Linked DNA regions of Rattus norvegicus: regions 1 and 2 are each linked to region 3. A link is a contact called in public Hi-C data. All regions are on one chromosome and are shown on one strand. The core of a region is the stretch at or near the end of the contact, and the rest is flanking DNA. Distances in the headings are between cores, read along the strand shown.

Evidence for each region. Hi-C and Micro-C count contacts between places; a contact is called where the count stands out from the background.
Region 1: a Hi-C map of the A7r5 cell line shows a contact between it and region 3, with 3 times the contacts expected there. The contact joins the enhancer-like site here to the promoter of Tsen2 in region 3. A contact is called at or near these places in 7 of 12 Hi-C or Micro-C datasets (the A7r5 cell line, frontal cortex, kidney and 3 more).
Region 2: a contact with region 3 is called in a Hi-C map of the A7r5 cell line, with 7 times the contacts expected there. The contact joins the promoter of Tamm41 here to the promoter of Tsen2 in region 3. A contact is called at or near these places in 4 of 12 Hi-C or Micro-C datasets (the A7r5 cell line, Schwann cells, frontal cortex and 1 more) and 1 of 1 datasets of contacts at active chromatin or transcription factors (oligodendrocytes).

Annotation. Positions count from the first base shown.
Region 1 is chr4:150,005,377-150,008,962 of GRCr8, forward strand. The region is part of intron 10 of Syn2 (synapsin II); the gene reads left to right. Among named protein-coding and RNA genes, the nearest start is that of Timp4, 22 kb to the left of the region's middle. Within about 2 kb of position 1,640, at least 10 of the 93 cell types and tissues checked have an H3K27ac peak or open chromatin away from gene starts, as enhancers often do. A contact at or near this core is called in the A7r5 cell line, where this site is marked.
Region 2 is chr4:149,775,070-149,778,255 of GRCr8, forward strand. It overlaps Tamm41 (TAM41 mitochondrial translocator assembly and maintenance homolog), which reads right to left and starts at 1,300. Exons shown (of 8, transcript NM_001108642.1): 1 at 1,075-1,300. The coding sequence starts at 1,209.
Region 3 is chr4:150,273,756-150,277,064 of GRCr8, forward strand. Tsen2 (tRNA splicing endonuclease subunit 2) reads left to right here and starts at 1,727. Exons shown (of 12, transcript NM_001014057.2): 1 at 1,727-1,762.

The sequences.
Region 1 (3,586 bases), core at 390-2,889, 270 kb before region 3:
CAGAGAGAAGGCATGGTCTAACCCAACCCAAAATCCCCCATATAAGAACTACTATATGCCGGGGCTGGGGATTTAGCTCAGTGGTAGAGCGCTTACCTAGGAAGCGCAAGGCCCTGGGTTCGGTCCCCAGCTCCGAAAAAAAGAACCAAAAAAAAAACAAACAAAAAAAAACTACTATATGCACAAGACGATGGGAAGCTATTTAGCAATATATATTCTCCATTGATACATGCAGTTCATACACTGTAGATTTACTTTTATTTAAATAAAAACAATGATGTTGTCTTATATCATTCACTGACTAGGACTTTACATTTTATAAAGCTCATTTGATGTTTTTAACCCTTGTGTGAGATATGGGACTTGTAACTCTATATGTGCTCCCATATCAGGAAAGACAATGAAGATGACCTCTCTAGAGTCACCTGGCTGCTATGGAGAGCTAGGTCTTCTGACCCCCAGCTCAGGAGGGTCTGTAATACCGTGCACCAGGGGTTTTTGGTGTGCCTGTAAGGGGAAAGGAAAGAAAGGGAGACCTGGGCACTTGTGGTACCTTATGAGAAAACTTGCTCTCCTCCCTCAATAGCCAGATGCTCGACCTATCACTTCACCAGCTGCTTCACGGGACATTCATCTCCCCTGCCCCCTGGCTTCTTTGATTGCTAAAGCCCCACAGACCCAGCAGAGCAGGATATTAATTAGCCTAGCTGGCCTCTATGGGTAGCAGCATGCTCTCCTCACCGAGTCCCTCAAACCCCATTCCTGCAGGATATCTCTGTTCAGCCCAGCAGCCCTGAGGCTTTTCTTGCCTCAAGACTGCACTGCTAATAAGAAGGGCTTATCTCTCACCTCAGTCATCCAAAGAACTCAAAAATGCACAAAGAATTAGTGGAAGCCTGGAGCCAGAGGAGCCAGCAGAACTCATCTGCCTGTGACAACTTGTATCCCTATACAGTATCTCTGGCCAGAGTTTTTCAATGTGCTGGTTGAAGAGCTCTCACGGTGGCACAATCATTGTTACCGAGGCTACCACTGACATGATTGACACTAACTGTGGTGCTGCCAGGGTCACATCAGCATTTAATCTTTGTAGTCTGACCATTTGGGGAAACCGAGCCGCAGAGATGTAACTTGTCAAGCGCATAAAGAAAGAATTTCCAGTCTCTCAACCCCCTTTCTCTTCAGAGATCCTGCCAGTGCACCCCTTCAAAGAGGTGCCAACTACTTTCTAATGAGGCTTGAACAAGCAAGAATGGAGGGTTCCCCTCCCTCATTAAGACACAAATGCACCTTCAACCACATTAGTTTTGGCAGTGGCATCTGTCTGACAGCCACTTGCAGCCATTCCATAAGCTCAGGATTTCACAGGGCTTCGTTTTGGAGGCCATTAAAAGGCTGTTTTCCTCTTCCCTGTTTGTGTGCAGCTGGCCACAGGTGCTGCACTAAACATTCTTACCTGTTTGAGTCAACAAGCTTCCTGAGAGAAACTGCTACTCAGGCTGACCACGGGTTCCTGCCTCGGGCTGGCTATATGCCAAATTTTGGCAGTGACGCCAGAGTGGCCAGACTTCTGTGGAATTCAGTATCCCAGGAGGCTCTTGGTGACTGGAGACAGATCCCGTGGTAGCCAAACCCCATAGGGAATAAGTCCTCAGCCTCTAGCAGACAGCAGGCTTGTGGGAGGAGCCAGATTGTCTCAGCCTGGCAAGGGACAGTCCTAGGGGACTCTCCTCCTGGCTTCCCGCACCCCCTGAGAAGTCTTCCATCTACAACCTCAGTGGAACCAGGGACAGGAGAAGCTCTTTAGGCACTATCAAGGGTAGCCAAGGCACATTCCCAGGCTCTAGCTCTGAGGACTGCCTCTGGGGCCTCTCTCCCCAAAGCCTTGGGAAGGGCACTTTGAGACTCATTTTATCCCTGAATGTCTCACGTGTGTATTTCTGTGACGGAGGAGAACCAGGGTCAGTATTCATGGTGAGTGCCTTCTGTGAGGCCTGAGGGACAGGACTGGCAGGAACCAGTCTAGGCACTTCACGGGCTTGCCTTGTGCTGCCTGATGCCTGAGATTCTGTTTTAGAAAAGAGACTAACCAATAAGGTTGGGACCAGAAGGCATGCACACTTTAAGGACATATGGGCAGCTGAAGGCTAGAGAGCTTCATTCCAACATTGCTGGAGCAATTGGGAATCTTGGTAAAGCAGCATCTACCACATACGGCCATTGTTAGATATAAACGGGTGGTCACATAAAGGGCCTGTGTATGTGGGACACTGTAAACACTCAAGGAATTTCCAGAGAAATTAAGTGGCACACCTAGGGAGGTTTGAAAGGGTGACAGTGTCCATGGGGAACAAAGATGGGAGAGATGAGTTGGAAGGATTAGGAAACTATAGTTTAAGCAAAAACCGATAGATGCTTAAGCAAATCAGGTAACTAGCAGATGGTGCCAGGAGGGAGGAACTGAGGAGCCCCGATGCAGGAGTGGCTTAGGTGGCCACCAACTAGCTTAATGCTTAATGAGCGTGTGTCTCGATGTCAGAGCTCAGGGCAGGTCTTCTGAAACCAGTTAGAGTGCTTGGGAGAAAGGGATGTTCTGTTGTTGAAGGTGGTTGTCAGGTAAGATGGGCTGCCCTGCTGTGTGATACTAAGAACACAACAAAGACCAGGCCTGCTAGTGTCCAAACTTCCGTACAGTTGGAGTCATGTTATTAGTGAATGACTGAGTACTGGGAAGAGAACACTTCTACTTCAAGGGTATTTGAGCTAAAAAGTGGCCATGGGGAGCAGGGGGAGAGACATGGCCAGACTTAGCCATGGGGGAAGTGGGGAGCAGGGAGGAAACTGCACTGATGTGGGAATAGGACTTGGAGCCTTATCTTCAGGGGTGAGTGTTGAAAGGGAAGTGACTGAAGGCACATTTAGCCCACTTCGAAGCCCTGCTTGGGAAGGCACACTCTGACATCACCATCGGCCCACTTGGCACACTGGCTTTAGAGGATGTTTCCGGCACACTGAAGACAAACTCCTAACGTGAACTGCCTGAAACACAAGTGTGAGACAAACGGAGTCACATGCATCTTTGATCCTGTCAGGACATAATCAGAATCCCAGCTGGGAGGAGAGGAAGCGTAGGAGTGGAGCCATGCCGTCAGGCAGACTACAACTCTGCGATTTGAGACAGCAAAACAACGTGGCCTTGAGCACTTTACCAGTATTAGCATCTTACCCTTGCTCAGGTCCCTCTCTCAGGCAGTACAGTCGGACCCCCTAGTAAACCCTGAACTGAGCCCACCCTACAGTTCATCCCGATTAGAAAGGAGGCATATACAAGCTTACACAGCTACCCCACCCTACCCCAGACCTCATTACCACCCCTCCCTGAGATCCACAGGCAGCCCAGTTGCTTTCCTTTCAGAAGCTGGGTACAGAGTAAGTACAAACCTGAATATTGGGCTATGTGGGGTGACAACAAAGCACAGACTTAAAGTTCCAGATAAAGTAAGTCTTCAGTGAGCAAAATGGAAGAGGCTTGAGGAGGCCTTGGACATCCATCAGTAATTCCAAGCCCCACATTGCCAACTCAAGA
Region 2 (3,186 bases), core at 50-2,549, 500 kb before region 3:
ATTGTAAAAAAATTATGATAATGTATATGAAGAAACCGGACAACTTACAATCTCTTGTGTGCCCATGACCCGTACTTTCCCATTTGCAGCCAAGGTAGAGAAAATAGGAAGGATGCAGAAGAAATTCAAGAAACACCAGGAGGTGAATTTTAACTGGAAAAAAGATCTGGCCAGGAGCTAGACCCAGGATGCCCTATGCTATCTGTACAGTGATTTCTGCAGACCACACTGAGACTTGTATACTCAGTCAACTCTGGAGTTGCAAGGCTCACTCCCACCTAGACTCCTGTTCAATGTGTTGAGCTGAATAAATGTGCTACCTGCCTGGGCCCTATACCCAGACCATCAACTTCTTGAAGCCCACGATCATTCCATATTTTCTCCTTATTTTTAGATGGGATTTTTCAAAGCTGGTTTCGAATTAGTCACGTGGGATATTACACACTGATAAAGTCCTAGGCTAATGAAATGAATCCCTGTAGACAAAACAGTCTTCCTTTTTTCTAAAAAGCTCTGGAAAACTCCAATGTCAAAGGCTGAAAACACTTGTTTTTCCCTTCCCACCACTCCTCTGCAATGCTACCACATCTTCCTCATGGCTCCCGACTTAGATTGATGGAGATGACTACTCATCCCTTACTTATCCTATCAGCTCAGGCCGGTGAAGGACCAGCATATAGTGTCACTTCCTGCCAAACCAGATAAACTGAGTTCAACCTCATGACCCACGTGGTGCAAGGAGAGAAACAACTCCTTCAAGTCGTCTTGTGACCTTCAAGTGTGCGCAGCGGTGCACGTGCGCTTGCTACATAACCACTAAGTAAAAGTAAACATATAGGTTTGCCTGGCCTTTAATTCCAGGACTGTGAGTTCGAGGCCAGCCTTCAGTCAACCCTGACAAGGAAAATCCAAATTCAGCTCACACTGAGGGACACTTTGGTAGTATGAACACTTTACTAGTTGGCTCTTGGCGTGTCCGGGGCTCCGCAGGGATGGAAGGCACACGGGGACCGGCGAGGGTGAACAGGTGCCAGACATGGGACTGGTCGAGGAAAGAGGGGGCCTCGGACTCACCTCCTGGTGTGCACTGGGTCCTGCCTGGCGATACACCGCAGAGCCGTAGGCGAAGGCCAAACTCAGGTCCTCCGGGAAGTGAGCCAGAATCCTGCGCAGGCCCACGCCCGAGCTGTGCAGCGCCTGCAGCGCCATGGGCGGGCTGGCCCGCCAGTAGGACAGAGGGTGCTGTGCGGACCCTGTGCTCGCAATTCTCGGTCGTGCGGACCGCGCTTCCGCCCGGCCCCGCCCCTCCACGCACGCGCGCTTCAGAGCGGCAGCTGGCGACCTGCAGGGAGGCCGAGGCTCTGTGGCGCCCTCTAGCCAGCGGAGGAGCACACTGCATGCCCATCCTAAGACAACCTGCTATAGACAACAACACAGCCTTGCAAATCTTTTGTAGCTCTCAAACCACAAATGGTTATTAAACCATTTAATTAATTACATTAATTAAATCATCCGTATATTGAAGGTTTTTCTTGTTTTTTTTTTGAGATAGAGTTTCTCTGTGTATCCCTGGCTGTCTGAGAACTCCCTCTGTAGACCAGACTGGCCCCAAAGCGTAAGATTTTTTTTTCCAGACAGGGTTTCACTGTGCAACAGCTCTAGAATTTGCTAGGTAGACCAGGCTGGCCTCGAACTCACAGTCATCCGCCTACCTCTGTCTCCAAGAATGAAAGCATGAACTATCTCATTCTCAACATTGTGCAACTGTCACCTGTAGCACCAAGTTGTAGGAGAATTTGAAGATTTAGAAAAACAAAACAAAACAAAGTAAAACATGCCTGCCCAAGGAACTGTGATTGCTAGAAACTGGCCATGGCTTCTTCATGTTAAAAGTCCCTTCCAAGTCTGATAATAAGTAAAATGCCCCACAAAAGGAAACATATTGAATAAACATTCCTTTTATATTTTCTCTCGATTTTAGGATCAGAGAAGATTCCTTGCCCCATTAGGGATGGCCTCACCAAGGACCCTTTAATTTCCATTCCTCTTCTGGAGAAAATGGGATTCTGAGGTAGAAGATATCAAAGATTTCTTTTACACAGTGAGAGAAACGTGCTCAAGATGGCAGAGGCCTTCAGGAGATGGTTGAGCTCCCAGACTCTTTGAAGCTGTGCTTTCTTCTCTAACTTGTACTGCCTCTCAAAGATCAGCACCACCACCTGCAGTCCCAGCTACTTATGCGGCTATAACCAGGAGGGTGGTGAGTTCTAGGCAAGCTTTGGCAAGTTTGAGGTTGGATTGGGATACTATGAAAGATCCCGCTCTAAAACAAAAACAACAAACTGCTAGGGCTGATGGTGTGGCTCAGTGCTTAGGGCTGAGTGTTGTGGCTCAGTGCTAGGGAGATTGCCTAGTACTCACAAAGCCCTGGGTTCCATCCCAGCACAACAAATGACAACATACCATGGTCGGAGCTGTGGCTCAATGATAAGTCCCCAGCACTCACAACCATCTGTAACTCCAGAAGGTCTGATGCCCTCTAGTGAGCTCCAAGGGCACCAGGCACACATGTGACATACATACATACATACATACATACATACATACACACATACATACATACATACATGCAGATGATCCCTTATACACATAAAAATTGTTTTTAAATCTTAAAACAACAACCAACCTACTACTAAGAGGCCAGGAGGAGGGCCCCGCTAGGAAAGTGCTTAACCCATGCAAGCCTGAAGACCTCAGCTTGGGTCACCAGCACCACCTAAAGCCAGGCATAGTGGCTCAAGTCTGCCATCCCCAAACTCCTACAGTAAGATGGAAGGCAGAAACGGGAGAGTAGCTTGAGGGTACACGCTGAAGGACTCCAAGAGACCCTGTCTCAAACCTACACTGGAGGTCCTCTGACCTTCATGTGTGAGCTGTGGTACTTCTGCATGCATGAGTATATATATACAGACACAGACAGACAGAGAGAGACAGATACACACACACAGAGACAGAGACAGAGAGAGACAGATACACACACACACAGAGACAGAGACAGAGAGACAGATACACACACACACACAGAGACAGAGACAGACAGAGAGAGACAGATACACACACACAGAGACAGAGAGAGACAGAGAGAGACACATACACACACACACACACACACACACACACACACAC
Region 3 (3,309 bases), core at 477-2,976:
AGCAAAGGTTGGAAGTTTAAGAAATACTTTTTCACTTTCTTTTGTTCATTTTTATGGACCCCAGGCATTTGCATGCTAGGCAATTGCTCTACCACTAATTCATACCCCAGCCTAGGAGGAAAAAAGAAAAAAGAAAGACAGGATCTCACTATATAGTCTTGGCTGATCTGGAACTTGTTATGTAGACCAGGCTGGCCTTCAATTCATAGAGGTCTGGCTGCTTCTCCTTACCAAGCACTAGGATTAAAGGCGCTCACCACACGCCTGACAGAATTTGGTTTCTTTAGATATTTTTTTTTAAGATTTATTTATTTTACATACGTGAGTACACTGTCGCTGTCTTCAGACACACTGGAAGAGGGCATCGGAAGATCCCATTACAGATGGTTATGAGCCACCATGTGGTTGCTGGGACTTGAACTCAGGACCTCTGGAAGAACAGTCAGTGCTCCTAACAACTGAGCCATCTCTCCAGCCTGTCTGTATTCTTTGTTTTACATTTTGTTGCTGTGGCTATTGTTGTTGTTATCTTTTGTGTGTTCTTAAACAGTTTCATATACGGTATATCTTGATGACAGCCATCCCCAGCTCTCCTCTCCCACCCCACTATTCGCCCACACATCCCTGCCTATCTTCCTTCCCCTTGCCTTTTATCTTTTCAGTCATCCATCAGATGCAATTAATACTGCTGGCTAGAACTTTAACTGATCCTTCGGCCTTGATCTTGACTAAGGCTTATGTAGGTAACCAAGCCCTCTGTGAGTTCATGAATGCTATGGGCTCTGTCATGTCCAGAAGACAGCATCCTCCCATCCTCTGGTTCTGGCCTTCTTTCTGCACCATTCCCTTCTCAATGTTTCCTCAGCCTGGGGCAGGCAAGGGTTAATGTAGAGATTTCCGCTTAAGACTGAGCACTTGGCAGTCACTAGTCAGCATTTTGATTGTTACTGAGTCACCACTGCCCTCTGCAGAGAAAAGCCTCTCTGGACGTGGTGAAAGCAGCACTAATCTGTATGTGGGTATAACCAAAATATTTGGAAGTAGCTGGATCTCTTCATTTAACAAGACAATAGTAATTGGGTTCTCCTTAAGGTCTTTGACACAGGCTTCTGGTCCTGAGACACAGGCTTCTGGTTAAGTTTACAACACCAAGCATGAATTCCCTCCGACAAACAGACCTCAGATCCACTCACTTAAATGTTGGTTGCCTCTGAACCTTCACACCATTATTACACCAGTGGGTACATCTTCCTTTATAGCATTCAGGGTTCATTACTCTGAATAAAATCTCCTATCACACTGAGGTCAAGGGCAGTCTTTTAGGACAAGTCGCTTCATATCTCATCTCTAAAAAAAATGAACCTTGTGTTGGAACCTCCAGGCAGTGAGCACTTTTAATCCCAGCACTGGAGATGCAAAGGCATCTTGAACTCCGTGAGCTTGTCTGGGCTAGTGAGCTCCAAGCAAACCAAGGCTGTACAGTGAGAACTACATAAAAAAAAAAAAAAAAAAAGTAAAGAGAAAAATGTGGGAATGCTATGAGGATTAAGGCGGGGGAAAGGCCCCTTAGCCTTATTCGTTAGATTTAGCTGGGGGATGGGGCGGAAGGTACTGTCAGAAGTGCTGTGCGCAAGCGTGCTGTGCTAGGACGCAGCCGGTCGTTTTGCGGCTACGCGCAGCTGGTTTTGCGGCCGCGCTGCTTGACGGCTACAGTACCGCCTCCAGGTTGCCGGGTAACCGTGGGCGCGCGTGGCCGGGTAAGGTAAGACTGACGGGAAGTCTGGAGCCGGCCGGTCTCTAGTGTTCTGTGTCCAGCGTGTGAACCGCTTCAGGCGTGAGTGGGGTGGGGGCTGGCTGTCACTCAAGCGTGCTGAGCACAGCTTCCTGATGGCTGCCGAGCATTTCGCTCTCAGTGACAGATGCCATCTGTCCCAGACCCAGGCTGGTCTGCCTTGGCCCTCAGCCCTGAACCTCAGCTCTGGAGCTGTGCAGGGGGAAACACAGATGCAAGTGTGTTTTCAAATGATGAGGAGCCCACGAGGGCTGGGACGGGACTCAGTTGGCAGCGTTTTTCTGTCCCCAGCACTGCGCCAAACCAAGCGTGCGACTGCCCACCTGTAATCCCAACTTCAGGAGGCAGAGGCAACAGTATCAGCTGTTTTTAAAGCTATCCTCAGCTACGTATCAAGTTTGAAGCCAGCTTGGGCTACGTGTGGCCTCATCTCAAACAAACAAACAAACAAACAAACAAACAAAATGATAAGAGAACTCGGGTGAGTTTTGCCATAAGAGAGACTTCTTTGACACCCGATCCCAAGAGTGTTGGGAAATTATACGGATCCACCTTTTCCTGTATGGTTTGTGCTTCGATTGACACTTAGAGGAGTATATAAAAGGGGTTAGGTTGACCATTGTGTGTGACGGTTCATGTCTTTAACCGCAGCACATGGGAGGCTGGGGCAGAAAGATCATAGTGAGTTTAAAGCTAGCCAAAGCTACATAGCAAGATCAAGTGTCAGCAAAACCAAAAATTTTAAATGATTATTAGGCTAGCAGGTTGGGGGAAAAATAAAGGATGGGCCTTGCTTTTGATGGACAGAAATGTGCTTTGTGGTGCTTTGATGTCAAGCATGGCCAGGTTTCTTAACAATCTTTGCAGATACATTCAGCCTGGCCCCCCAAGTCCCTTCTCACTTATACAGTGAGGATAAGAGCAGTGCCTGGGCTGGGACTGTGGCTCCTTTGATAGAGCATTTTCTTTGAATGAGCGGGGCCCTGGGTTCAATCCCCAGCACTGGGAAAAGAAGCAAGTGAAAGCCTATATATTTAGTCCTCCAGACTACTGTTCTGGTCTGCTCTACCCTATACATACATACCTGCATGTATGTATTGCACTATGACAGGTGACAGTTGAGTGCTTGGTTATCTGATCCCCTGCAGCTAGAGTTGTAGGTGGATATAAGCCACCATGTGCATGTTGGGAATTGAACCTGTGTCTTAACTACTAAGCCTCTCTCCATCCCCGTGCATGGGTATCTTTGACACTCACTTGTCAGTTGTTCTAACTTTACTTCCTTGGTCCATGTTTCCCTCTGTCTTTATTGAAGTTCCTAGCTTCGAGAGAAGTTCCATGAAGCTGTCATAACACCGTGGCCAAAGCTTGGTGTTTCAGTTATTACCACTATCATCATCATTATCATCATCCTCTTCCTTCTTCTCCTTCCTTTTTCATCCTCCTCCTTCTTCCTTTTTCTTTTCCTCCTTCCTTCTTCCTCGTCCTCCTCCTCCTTCATTTTGCCAGTATTTGCC